Regions from separate parts of the Rattus norvegicus genome. Here region 2 is linked to region 1. A link is a contact called in public Hi-C data. All regions are on one chromosome and are shown on one strand. The core of a region is the stretch at or near the end of the contact, and the rest is flanking DNA. Distances in the headings are between cores, read along the strand shown. Region 1 has its middle 47 kb from the start of Tgfbi. Region 2 overlaps Slc25a48 (solute carrier family 25, member 48).

Evidence for each region. A called contact is a pair of places that touch in the nucleus more often than the background predicts.
Region 2: a contact with region 1 is called in a Hi-C map of the A7r5 cell line, with 9 times the contacts expected there. The contact joins two enhancer-like sites. A contact is called at or near these places in 7 of 12 Hi-C or Micro-C datasets (the A7r5 cell line, Schwann cells, frontal cortex and 3 more).

Annotation. Positions count from the first base shown.
Region 1 is chr17:7,940,046-7,946,433 of GRCr8, reverse strand. No RefSeq gene overlaps it. Among named protein-coding and RNA genes, the nearest start is that of Tgfbi, 47 kb to the left of the region's middle. Within about 2 kb of position 2,408, at least 65 of the 93 cell types and tissues checked have an H3K27ac peak or open chromatin away from gene starts, as enhancers often do. A contact at or near this core is called in the A7r5 cell line, where this site is marked.
Region 2 is chr17:8,121,350-8,128,306 of GRCr8, reverse strand. It overlaps Slc25a48 (solute carrier family 25, member 48), which reads left to right. Exons shown (of 9, transcript XR_010059371.1): 8 at 1,081-4,666. Among named protein-coding and RNA genes, the nearest start is that of Il9, 7.8 kb to the right of the region's middle. Within about 2 kb of position 3,851, at least 3 of the 93 cell types and tissues checked have an H3K27ac peak or open chromatin away from gene starts, as enhancers often do. A contact at or near this core is called in the A7r5 cell line, where this site is marked.

The DNA of each region.
Region 1 (6,388 bases), core at 1,159-3,658:
AGGGGAGGCAGGTGATGAGTAATCTCAATTGTCAACTTGGCCTTTAGGAGGTCCCTGGGTGCTGCCTGCTGGAAACCCTCCTCCACACGGCAGTTAGGACTCCTTGTCTGCTCCGTTCTCTTTGCCACTGTGTGTTCACCAAGAATAATTAGAAAATGAGGCTTGAGAAAGACGCCAGGTTGAAGTCTCCTACCCGCTCACTTTGATGGCAGCAGCAGCCAGTTCAGGTGTCTCTTGCATTAGTCTCCCTCCTTTACAAAGTCCAAGGTCTGGACTGGGAGTGAGGGTGAGAGGGTGTTTGTCCCTTGAGCCTCTGTTTGATGGTGTCGTGTCTGCTCAGGTAGAGGGTAGAGAACCATCTCTCATCCCCACGTACAGCCACAGGTGCGTCCAGGCGCAACACAGCAGGGCACAGGCAGAGGCCTGAAGACTCACAATCAAGACGACCATATGTGACTGTTCTGTGACACTGGAGACTAGACTGCATGCTCAGACAAGTGGGATACCATTGGCCAGCCCAATCAAGGCTTGTCAGCAAGGTTGGACAGCGTTCTAGCAACTGCAGAGGGATTTAGAGTGGAGAGGAATTGGTGCTGAGGTAGCCTTGGGAGGTGCTCCCAACACTGCACCATGCTCCCTACACTGCACCCTCCTGCCCCACTTTGCACTGTCTCACTGGAGTTCCAGGGGCTTTCTGGGCAGAGTAAGAGCTCTCCACCTCAACATAGCAACTTGGCCTATCTCACACAGATCCTAAGATCCTGGGGACAGGCAAGTTCTACTAGACATGATCAGGACAAGAGTTTAATATAGGAAACAAATGGATGAGTCCATGAGTATTAACTCACGTATCTTAGCAAACAATCTGGCCTAGTGGACCCTAGACGGTGTAGCCACCGCCACTGTAGAAAGCCTCTGCCCCCGAGTGATATGTCCATGTTACACAAGTGAAGACAAATCTCATGGAATATCTGGAGGGTGTGCAGAATACAAGAAAGGAAACAAGTAAAGCAGGGGGTGGGGGTGGGGAGACCTCTCAGCATCCCACATGTGGCAGCACAGACACGGGACAGGGAGGAAGGAACTTGGTTCTTTTATTAGAATTACAGGAAAATCCAGGCTGGCTGCACTGGGGGGAGGTCTCACCCTGGGATTGTCAGTCAGGTCCTCAGTATAACCAAAACGCTGTGTGGCAGGTTGGGGTGGTGGTTCGGTGGGCAAAGCCATTGATGTAAGAGCACAAGGACCTGAGTTTGAATCTCCAGAAACCACATTGGGTGACATGAAAGTATGACCTGTGTCCCCACAGGGAGGTGGAAGAGTCCTGTCTCAAACAAGGTGAGAAGCAAGTCCTGTGCCTGACCTATCTTTTTTTTAAAGATTTATTTATTTGTTTTTATGTGAGTGCACTGTCACTGTCTTCAGACGCACCAGAAGAGAGAATTGCATCCATTACAGATGGTTGTGAGCCACCATGTGGTTGCTGGGAATTGAACTCAGGACCTCTGGAAGAGCAGTCGGTGCTCTTAACCACTGAGCCATCTCTCCAGCCCTGACCTATCTTCTGACCTCCACACGAGAGCCATGACTGACACGTGCGTGTGTGCGCGCACATGCGCATGCACACACACACACACACACACACACACACACACGATTAAAAAATACTTCTGTGGTGGTTTGTATAGGAATGGCCCCCCAAAGGCTTGTATGTTTGAATGTCACCAGGAAATGGCACTATTAGGAGGTGTGGCCTTGTTGAAGGAAGTGTGTCACTGGAGTTGTGCTTTGGGGTTTCAAATGTTCAAGCCAAATTCAGTCTCTCTCTCTCTCTCTCTCTCTCTCTCTCTCTCTCTCTCTCTCTCTCTCTCTGTGCCTGCAGATCCAGAAGAAGAACTCTCAGCTCCTCTCCAGCATTGTGTCTGCCTATACCCCACTCACTCTGCTTGCTGTCGTGGCGATAAGGAACTAAACCTCTAAGTGTAAGAGACCCCAATGAAATGCTTGCTTTCAGAAGCATCGCTACGGTGATGGCGTCTCTTCATAGCAATGGAAACCCTCGCTAATATAAGCAAGTACCAAGGTTTGACTGCCCCCACTGTGAATTTTCCAGCATCTCTGCCTCCAGGGTGTTTGCTTTGTCCCCAGGCATATGGGACTGAAAATAAAGACTTCAGTATAGGATCCAGAGATTGAGTGGCCAGTGTAGACCTTAGCAAGTCTCATAGCTGTCCAAAGTAAATTATCAACCATTGAGCAAGTTAAGAAGACGAATCGCACTGCCAATAGTCCAAATGAGAATAAAGAGCCAAGGGATGCCAGACAGTCAGAAACCCAGCACAGGAAGGACAGACTCCGACCAGGGAATCCTGGCATTTAGGAGGCCTTATAATTGGTCCCCGAGAGTACAGGAAGATGGCGCTGTTGTTGGTACCTGCTAATCGCAGCGTCTGAAATTTCTCAGCTCAGGCAGCCGGGCATACTACGGACTTTGTTATCAGGAAGAAACTCCCATTTTTCCTGTTCTCCATCCTCAATCCCCTTCCCTGACTTGCCTCATCTGGCCCTGGCCTTGGGGCTGGCGGAGGCTGAGGGAAGCCTGGGTTTCAGACTAATTAGCAGCAGGAAGGCCGGGGCCAGCTGTGCATCTCAGGTGCTCCCCCTGGTGGGCAAATATCTCTGCACCTTAAGAAAAATCCCCCATATATGGGAACCGGAAACCCTAGTTCTCCGTACTCAACTCTGAAGGACCGCCTTAGAGTCTTTGAAGCCAATCCAAACAGCAGTGGCTGCATGAACTGGCGCCGGGCGCATGAGCGGTACCAGCCTGCATGTCCCACAGTCCCGGGCACCACTCTTCTCTGCCCTTGCTCTGCTGCAACACCACTGCTTTCGCGAGTCCTTGTGCTGGCTCCCCCCCACCCCCATCCCTTTCTTTACCACTTCCTGTGGCATCTTCTCTCTGCTCTACACTGCCCGGCTCCTGTGTCCTACTCGGCTATCCGGAAGTCACCTGAACACGCCCAAACACTGCCTCCTGGGCACAATGCAGTATCCTGAGGACAGAGAATACTTACTTCTCCGATGCCTGCCACAGTGCACGGCAGTAAACAGAACTAACAGATGTTAAGTGAATGGATAAACGTATGAAGTTAACCAGCAGATCCAGTACTGACGTGGAGACTCGCTATGGGTACGGCAGGACGCATCTTCCGGGCTTTCTGTTTTCTGCTCTGCCTTACATGCCCACGAACTATCCAGAGGCATTGTCCCGAGCGCCTGGATTAGCAGGGAGGGCGCAATGGTAGAGCCGCTTCTGTTACAAGCGCACCCTCTTGTTTGAGACGCCTGTACCATGTCTCTCCTCTTCGGCCTCTCTCTTTAATAAAATGCAAACTCTGCTTCACACTGCTCAGTCCCGAAATATTATGCTGAAGCCACCAATCCCTGTTTGGCCTGAATCAAGGTCCCTAAAATTGAGGAGAGTGCCTCTGGCTGCTGTGAGTAACAGAGCAGAGCTTTGGTGGTTTTCCCTGCCTCCCTCACTGGGGGTGTTACACAGCGCCTCCACTTTGTATTAACAGTTTGGCGGTTCCTTAAAAAGCTAAACACACTGCAGTGTGATCCAGTCACCCCACTATACGATATTTACTCAAAAGAAAGCACTGGCAGGGTTGGAGAGTCTCAGGGGTTCAGAGCACTTGTCATTTCTGCAGAGGACCCAGTCTGGGTTCCCAGGCATCCCATCAGGGCTCACCACCATCCATAACTCCAGTTCCAGGGGACCAGACACCCTCTTCTTAGGGTACCAGGCATTCATGTGATACACGCACATGAAGGCAAAACGCTCATAAAAAAAATCTAAAAATTGAAGTTTGAGTAAAACAAAATCTCATATGTGAATATTCACAGTGAGTGCCCTGTGGAAGTTGGATGAGGATGACCCCAAAAGGTTCATGTATTCGAATGTTTGGTCCTAGCTCGGGGAACTGTTAGGGAAGGATTTGGGTGTGTGGCTTTGTTGGAAGAAGTGTGTCACTGGGTTGGGCTTTGAAGTTTCCAAACTTGACACCAGGCCCAGTCTCCTCTCCTCTCCTCTCCTCTCCTCTCCTCTCCTCTCCTCTCCTCTCCTCTCCTCTCCTCTCCTCTCCTCTCCTCTCCTCTCCTCTCCTCTCCTCTCCTCCTCTCCTCTCCTCTCCTCCCCTCCCCTCCCCTCCCCTCCTCTCCTCTCCTCTCCTCTGTCTTTCTCTTTGTGTCTCTCTCTGTCTCTCTGTCCCTCTCTCCTCTCTGCCCCCCAATTTGCGGATCAGGGTGTAAACTCTACCTACTGCTCCAGTGCCATACCTTCCTGCTACCATGCTCCTTGCCACAATGTCAATGGATTCACAAAACTGTAAGCAAGCTCCTGACTAAACGCTTTCTTTTCTAAGTTGCCTTGGTCATGGTTTCTTCACAGCGATCGAGAAGTATCTAAAACCCACCTCATCCATTACAACCCTGAGCTGAAAACAGAGTGTCTGCAAACAGGTTGGTTTTCTGTTGAAAACCCTCCCTGTGGAGAGGGGAGTGAGGAAATGAGACTCTTCTGTAAAGCCATGCTCATGACTGCCACCATGTTCAGCTGGGCCTGCTTGCTAAAGATGATCACAGCTGGGCTTGCTGACTATTGAGCTTTCCTCATACAAGGAGCCATGGGAGGGTCGTGGTTTCCTCAGCTGAGTACCCAGCCACTCCCCCTAACCAGTTGTACGCAATTTTGCTGTAATTGCACATGGCCTCAGAGTGAGGGCCTTAGACCTACATCAGCTTTGAAGGACCGTGGAGGACTACATGCGTGACCGTCTGAGTCATCATCACGCTGGGGGTAAGCTTCTGGTGTGGCTGCGTTATGGCCTCCCAGATCGTGCTGATGACTGCCCATTCTCTGCTCTATAAGTAAGCTTAATAAACTCACTGGTTCCCCAGGGTCGACTTCGGTGTGATCATACCTGGGTTTGCTAGTTGGTGGGGTAAATATGTCTCTCCCAAGGAAGGAATTTTAGCAACAGGCAAGAAAGAGCAGCATGCCCAGAGTCACATGGCCTTAGATAAATTTTAGCAATAGAGACTTGCATTTACATCCGCGAATCCCAAAGTAATTACATGGAGAGGGAGACGCTCAGAGAAGACCGTGCTGCTATTTGGTTCCTTAAACTGGTCTATTCTCTTAGACGATAAAGTAGAACAAAGGTGCCTGGCTTGGGTGTGGGGAGTAGAGGGGCGGAGCCGGAAGTAGGATGGTGTGCATGGGAATGGGGGCGGAGCCGGAAGTAGGAGGATGGTGTAACAAAGTGGGCACCGAGGAGGTCTTTTGGAGTGTTTGCCATCTTGTGATATTTTCAAGGGTCTATGTCAGTGTTTTTTAATCTTCCTCATGCTTCAACTCTTTGGTACAGTTCCTCAGGTCATGGTGACCCGCAACCATACCATGATTTTTGTTACTACTTTCTAATTTTGCTGGTGTGATGAGTTGTAGATATCTGTTTTCTGGTGGTCTTAGGCGGCCCCTGTGAAAGGGTCATTCACACACACACACCCCCCTCCCGAGATCAAGAGGCAAAGATTGAGAACCACTGGTCTGTCGGGTGCAGTTCATTGCCTGCCAACTCAATTTCAGTATTCTCCAGAAGACTTATCCACGGGGCTCCTTGTGTAGCCTTGGACTGCACAAAGAGTAGGGGTGAGCTTAGTGGTGGGACCCCAGTAGGACCTGAGCTTTAAAATGAGGAGCAAGGGGGCTGGAGAGATGGTTCAGCGATTAAAAGCACTCACCTCTCTTCCAGTGGACCTCTACTTCAGTCCCAGCACCCATGTGATTTAACTCACAACTGCCTATTATTCTAGCACCACAGGATCCAACACAGAGGTACCTGCACTCACGTATGTACATACCCACAGACAGATACATATAATCTAAAATAATAAAAAATTATCTGAAAGAGATGAGGAACAAGATATGTGGGACTTAAAATGATCGGGCCTGTTTGCTCTCTCTAGGACAGGGCCCCTCCCTACAAGCAGCTCCCAACTGGGAGGCTACAAGCCTCTGAAGGCCTACGGGTGGGTGTGGAGACAATGGCTCAAGCCTGTCCAAGGGCTCGGCCCTCCAAGGTTAGCTATTGTGCATAAAGCTATATATAGCAGGTGGTTAGAAAGTAAGATTTACTTTTTGAAGGTTCAGGGAATTCAGGCAACCAACCAGAGTGGTCCTGACAGCCCTGCGGGAGGGGATGACAAGTCATTGTCTAAAGCCCAGCTGGTGTGTGGTGTGGGCAGGGGAGGTGGCCTGGCTCAGGAAGGTCTAACACTTCACTCTGCTCAAAATAGAGACTGGCCATTTCCTGAGTGG
Region 2 (6,957 bases), core at 2,602-5,101, 180 kb before region 1:
CGTCTCCCAACTTCTGACTAAGCCTGATTTACTCCTTTACAAAGCTCTGAAGGACAGGCCACTTACAACACAGGTCTTCTCTTTTCCTTTCTCACAGGGAAGGATCAGTATAGCTCTGCACAGCCGACATCTTGTTCAGATGCTCTCAGCAGTTCTTGGGAATCAATCCATGTTGCCACCTCATCCTCCAGCTAGCCTCCCCTCATCCTGAACACCCCCTTCTCCTTCTCCCTTCACCCCCTGTTCCCTGTGTGTTCCCATGGTGCCTTGAGCCAACTCTGTCTTGGTCTTGGTGACGATAGCTGTTTGTCCTCCAAGGCTACTCGTAGGTCTCCTCCTCCAGGAAGGCAGCTTGATTTCTTCGCTGAGATGTGTTCTGCCCACTACAGGCCCCCTAGCTGCCTTGGTTGCCCTCTGTTCTTCCCAGTGGATGTCCCCGCACAGTAGGTCTCCTCTCTCCACCTTTTTCCTGATGGCGATACTGCCCTTCCCTCCTGCTGCTGCTGCTCCTTCCTGGGCTCAGATTTGTCCCTTGCCAAGCTCAGAAAATGGAAGGATCAGTCACTGGACTTTCATATCAGGCAGAAAGCCTGTTACTCTGCCTCTGTGATAACCAATTCTACTGAGGAGGAAGGCCACCATCAGGGAAGCCTAGAGGCCTGAGTACTGCCTTCCAACCCCATGCCCCAGGGGCTGCTGGGAAGTGCAGCACAACACGCCAGGTCCTAGTTGCAAGCACAGAGGGCCGTCAGCTGGGCTGACCACAGGGGACCTAGAAGCTGACCTTAAATAAACCTCTGTGGCTTTGCACTAGGATTCCAGCACTCACAGCTTCCCCGGCTCTTTGCCCCCTTTATATAAAATTAAAAGGGAGTAGTAACATGTTTCGCAAAATTAAAGCTCTCGGTGGAGCACCCTTGGTTTTGGATGAAGTCTGGGACAAGGCAGGGCTGAGCAGGACCACAGTTTCATGCCTAATGCTGTGCCCAGACATTCCCTGCCCCCCCCCCAAAGCCAACAAGGGGAAAAAGATCAATGTTTTAAATCCTGTAACAAAGCCAATGTATGTTTGTATTGTAGGAAAACACAGAAACAACAGAAAGAGTAAAGCAAGAATCCCTGTGTTCACCGTAAGGTCCAGCTGCAGCCTGAAACCCAGAGCTGGCTTTGTACAGGACAGCCACCGCCATCCTGCCTAATGGCCCAGAACCACGTCCACGTCCCGTGGTTAACTCTTCAGCTACAAAATGGCTTTGGAACACAGACCTCAGATCCCGGAGTGACTGGGCACTTGTCCTAGCTGTCGTACTAGGCCGCTCTTGGCCACTGGCTCTTTAAGGAGGCTGGGGGAAGTTACCAGAGAGCCAACTCGTGGCATCTGAGAGCTGTAGCTGAGCCCGCCAGAACTTTGCTTTCTGAATGTCTTTTCTCTTGCAAAGGGCTGGGAAACACGTCTCCTTAGGAAAAAAACCAAAAACAAACCAAAAAAATCCCTCTAAGGGCAGTAATGGGGTTGGGGAATAGGAAGACGCTACCTCAGTTGGGAAGGAGTGACCCCAGCAGCATTGTCTGGAACAAGGTGTTTAATATCCTGCTCTAACCAGGAGCCATGGACCCCAGGTCCTCTAGCAAGCCTGGCTTTTAACTTACAAAGGTTTGGAGCAGGCCACAGTCTATGTGGCAGAGTCACGAACTCTCTGAAGACGTGAACAACAATGCCAGCCTTCTCATCTGGTCCCCCAAATGGAGGAGACAGTGTATCTCAGATAACCCTGGAACACTCACAGCAGGCCCTAAGAAATGGTGGGATGAGGACTGTCTCCAGAGGCCCAGGCACAAGGGTCAATAAAAATCCTTTCAGAATATATGCCTAGCATGGAGGGCACAGTTCCCTAGAGGTTTGGGGAGGCGGCACCTTCCTTCCCATCTGCCCCTAGTTTTGTTTCCTTCTGTGGTACTCATAGCAGAGAGGTGAAACTCAGTGAGAACCCTGTGGGGCGGTTATTTTGTCATGGGGATGGCTTGAGGAAGAAGGTCGCAGTCACTCGTAAGCCGTCCTCAGGTTTCCTCGTGAGTCATCAGCCCCTTCCCCTTCAGGATCCTGGTACCAGAACCCTCCTAGAACAGAGCTGTTCTATCCTCTGACCTGGTGTGTGTACTCCAGACCTGGGAGCCTACTTTCTGTTTACAAGGCGCTTCATAACCAAAGAAAGGAGATGCGTTCTTCCCGTGACACCTCGTTTGAGCATTTACAAACAATCCCAGACAGCCTTCCTGACCGACTGTGGCACAAGACCCATCTCCATGTGGGTGTGTCCAAGCCTAGATCCTGCTGGCCACAACTCAAAAAGAGCATTCTTTATGCACCCTCTCTCCTCTCTGCGCCACCGTAATCTGAGCAGGCCTCACCCCGCTGCAGGCTGCGATTGCAGCGCCCGTAGAGCCAGCAAGGGTGCATTACTGGAGAGTAGGAAGACCCAGCCGTCTCCGTCCGGTGCCAGGTGGGACACAGCCATCATCCCGAGCTTCGAGTCCCTTCCTTCATGACTGCAGACTTTCTCTCCAGAGTCCAAGTGCTGGTGGGAAACAGCAGACCATACATGGGTCAGGCAGCCATCATCTCTTTCAGCTCTGGGTTAGAACCTGAGAAAGAGAGGCAAAAACATTCTGTGCCCACGGATGTTGGAAACCCAGCATAGACTTGCACTCCTCAATCAAAAGCACAGAAAAGTCCTTAGGGTTGTTTCTGTATACGTAGCGCCCTACCTGACTTCTGAGAGACCTTGGTCACCCTCCTCTCTCTTCAGTTTAGGTCTTTGGAGATGCTGCCAGAAGAAACCAGCTTAACTAAGAGGGGTGGGGAGGTTAGCATGTGTCATTTTCTTCGTGGTCCTCAAGTTGGGAAGGGAGGGTTCAGTGTCTGGAAAGAAACATACAGGGGAGGAAAATCCAAAGATTTGCTCCCAAGCCTGAGCGGGTGATGTGTTGGTGTCATGCCTGAGCCGCAGATGGCAGCCAGAGCTCACAGGGGCGGGTGTTCTGTGGGCGTGACTTCTACGTGGAAATCCCAATAAAATGCAGTCTGCTTCCCAGTGTGACTTTGTGCTTCTACCTTACCACCTATGGGAGCCACATAGGAGATAACCTTGCTCTTCCGTGGCGCGCGTCCATGATGTCACTTCCGGCTCTGCGCCTGCAGCAGCCACGCCTACTGCACCCCAGAGCCCTTCTCAGCACACTGCTGAATGTGGCTTCAGAGTCCTGCCTCACATTGTCACCTGCGCAGTCGCCACCAGCCAAGCAGAAATGTGGTCCAGGGTGGTCTTAAACCCCAGTGAGGGAACTGTCTTCACAGCCATGTAAAAAACAAACGTTTTAAGATCTTCCTTGGTTTGCCCCAAACCAAGCACCAAATCACAACTGCCCCCTAGAGGCCGACATGACCATTTTCAGTGTAGATCACAGGTGCTTCCTCAGAATGCTCTCCAAGCCCACCCTTCACAGCTCTTGAAGCTCAAAGTCCCTTGGCTAGATCTGAGCCGATGGGCTTGTGGTCACTTAGTGATCACCTGTGTTGAGCCCCTGCTGTGTGCAGGCACCGACTCAAGGGAAGAGTGGAGGAGCTCCGGCAAAGCTTTCGTGCTAGTTTACTAGACTCCTTAACAGGAAGAGGCTGGCCCAACCCCCACTTCAGCATCACGGGCAGGTACTGAGGGTCTTGGTGAGGTGCTGTGCTCCTGGTATGTTACAGGATGGACCCAGAGTGCCTCCTCTATCCCATCCCAGGATGTGTCAAGCAGGCATGCACTAGTGCCTGCCTAGGCTGCACAGTTGGGTTGAAGGAGTGGTATTTTCAGAGGCCAATCAGGATCTCCCATTGTGTACTCCTGGCTAGGCAGAGAGTTCACTCCTCTGTAGTGAATGACTAAGGGGCAGTTGGAAGCCCTTCTGCTTGTCTGTGACATCACGTGCTGTACAGTCCTTAGGAAAACCCGTGTGCTCATGAGAAAACGAGAGTGGAGAGGAAGGTGGTATCTTAGAGTCATTGGAAGTTAGTTTTCAGTCTTGCCGGTCGCTTTGAGGACCGGAAACATTATTTCTCAAAAGCCTGTTTGGCTGATATGCCATAGAATTGCCACTTGGTGGCAGCAGAGTGTCAACTAAATCCTGAGGGTGCCTGCTAGCTGGTGACTGTTCTGGGAGCGCTTGGGTCCTGGGCACTTCCCTCCCAATCTTTGTTCTCGGTGCCCCAGGGTGTGGTCCTTCCCTTGGGTTTCAACCTCGGTGTCTATCTGCATGATCTCGACACGTTCTGCTGCTTGGGCTTAAGTTCTCCTCGTCTGTAAAAAAAAACCACAGTCTTCCTCTCTGATCCGGGGCTGTTAGCTTTTGTCTGGAGGTTGACAAAGGGTGGCTGGGTCTGTGTACCCTGGGCCCGGACCATGTGAAACTCTGAGCATCATAACTGCTCCTTTGTGTCTTCATAAGCATGCTTTGGAATGGGATAGATGCCGATACTGAATAGATCTTCGCATGCTCCGGACACAGGATGGGCTATTGGTCCGTGTTCTAACTCCCAGAATCCTCTCTGCTAAGCTGTTGTCAAAGAAGATTCCGGAAGCACGTGATTCAGTTGTGAAGTCCAGGGAGCTGTACATCCAGAGAAGTATGGCTTCTGGCCACTGGCTGAGCATAGAGAGGGCCCACTGGGCTTGATTCCCCTGGGCATGGAGGGGCCCACTGGGTTAGGTAACCCAAGTCTTAAAAGATCGGTGTTCCGCGCTCCTGCCTCAGTTCTACCTTCCCCTGCATGCTTATTATGGTTGCTGAGTCATCAAACCGTGTCCTTGGGCGCTGGGGACACAGGTGCAACTGTTTTCATTTTCTACCTAAATTTAACTGTCCTTCCCCTCCCCCCAGCCCGCGCCACTTCTCCTTCCCCCACCAAGCCCCATTCTATCCAATAGCCAGGAGTGGGTCTCGGGTGTGATTTTGCCACTTCTGGGGAAAATTTAGGCATCCTGAGTGAAATGGTCAACTCGAGATGGCCCCTTTACCCCTGGAGGTGACTTGAGATTCTGAGACCGGGATACCCTGCTGTATTCTCTGGGTTCCTGCAACAAATCTGCCCAGGGGCTTAGCCCCCTGCACAGGGTAGCATCTGATCCATTTGAACAATGTGCTTCTGGGCCTCAGTTCTCATTTATGCAGTGAGAAGTATACACAACTGTTAGTGGGTACCTCAGGAGGTCAACGTGAGGATCCAACTCACTATCCTACAAGTCACTCTTATTTCTGCCTGATGCCCAGGAAAGAGGAACAAGTGCTCCAGGTGAGCTCTCCTCACCCAAGGTGTGCCCTTCTCACCCCAGGTGTGCCCTCCTCGCCCCAGGTGTACCCTCCTCACCCCAGGTGTGCCCTCCTCACCCCAGGTGTGCCCTCCTTATCCCAGGTGTGCCCTCCTCGCCCCAGGTGTACCCTCCTCGCCCCAGGTGTACCCTCCTCACCCCAGGTGAGCCCACCTCACTCCAGGTGTGTCCTCTTCACCCCAGGTGTACCCTCCTCACCCCAGGTGTACCCTCCTCACCCCAGGTGTGCCCTCCTCACCTCAGGTGTGCCATTCTTGAACTGTGTCTGCAGGAGTGAATCTTTTCTTACTCAACTTTACAGTCAGGCCAGGGAAAGCACCAGGCTGGCAGGTGGTTTTGATGTGGCAGCAAGCCTCAGTTTCTATTGCTTGGCCCCTCCCCCTAGCAGTAGCTAGTGTTGTCTTCTGAGACCACCCCAACCACCAGCATCCGCCCCTCCCTGAGATCCTGAATGAATGCAGTCAGCAAACCACAGTGAGTAGTCAGACTCAGAAAACCCAGATGGAGGGGAAACCACCCAGGTTGCCATGTAGCCAGCCAGTCAGGGAGCTGCAGACGCCTCTGTTCCTCCTGGAGATGACCCAGAGCCAGAGGGACCGTAAGTGAGCCCCAAGTCAGAGCAAAGCTGTTTTGTTCACACAGTTCCCCAATCCCTTATCTCCATCCCGAAACCCAAACAGCTCAGCCAACTCAAGGTTGTTGTGACTCGTTGGGCTGTAAACCCCGGCCTATCCGTGTAAATGTTCTTGGGTTCTGCAGCAGAATATTGATGTGTTTAATTACAGAATTTTCGCCCCAGGTCCTGCTGTTTGTGTTATGTAAGGAGTGGCGCGTGAATTGTGCATTAACTTTTGAAAGGACAAAAGAGCCTGAAATCTGAACCCTTTCTGACCTTTGCTTGCTGGATAAGTGACTGTGCCCTGGGGCTGTGGTGAACCCATTTGACCCTCGGGCTGTCAGAGGAAGTAGTGTAGAAATCTTACACAGATAGGAGAGCAACGGAGCAGGGTAGGCAGAAGGATGGATGGCTTGGCAAACAGAACCAGCTGGAAGTGGCTCTCTGCTCCTAAGTTTTCCCCAGCTGAAGGATCTTGGGAACATCTCCAACCTAGAAAGCTTCGACTTTCACGCTTATAGAAACGAAGCACCAGCGTCTACTTCCTGTCAGTCGTGAGCCACTGAAGGGGGTTCTGCCCCTTGGTACAAACAGAAGCAAGGCAGAATGTAAGTGTTTGATCTGATGACGATTGCAAATGGGTGTCTCCCTCAGCCTCTCCTGTGTGCCACACTTTGAATGGTAGGTTTGGAAGGGGTGGGGCAAGATGCCACATTTGGGGGGGTCCACAGACTAGACATGAATCAGGTACAACACAGACTCAGACACCCTCCCTATTCAAGGCGCTGTGTAGGAGCCTAGTTCTGGAAACTTCATGCATGAAGACAGATTCCAGGGCTTCTGTCCCCCAGTCCCCACCCCTCTTGTATCAGCAGGTGGAAGGGGAGAGGGCCATTTTCTCTGCCAAAGACTCCCACCCTATCTTTGACCTTGTGTCTGCCTGTCCATCAGTCAAGGCTGAAGGGGCCAAAC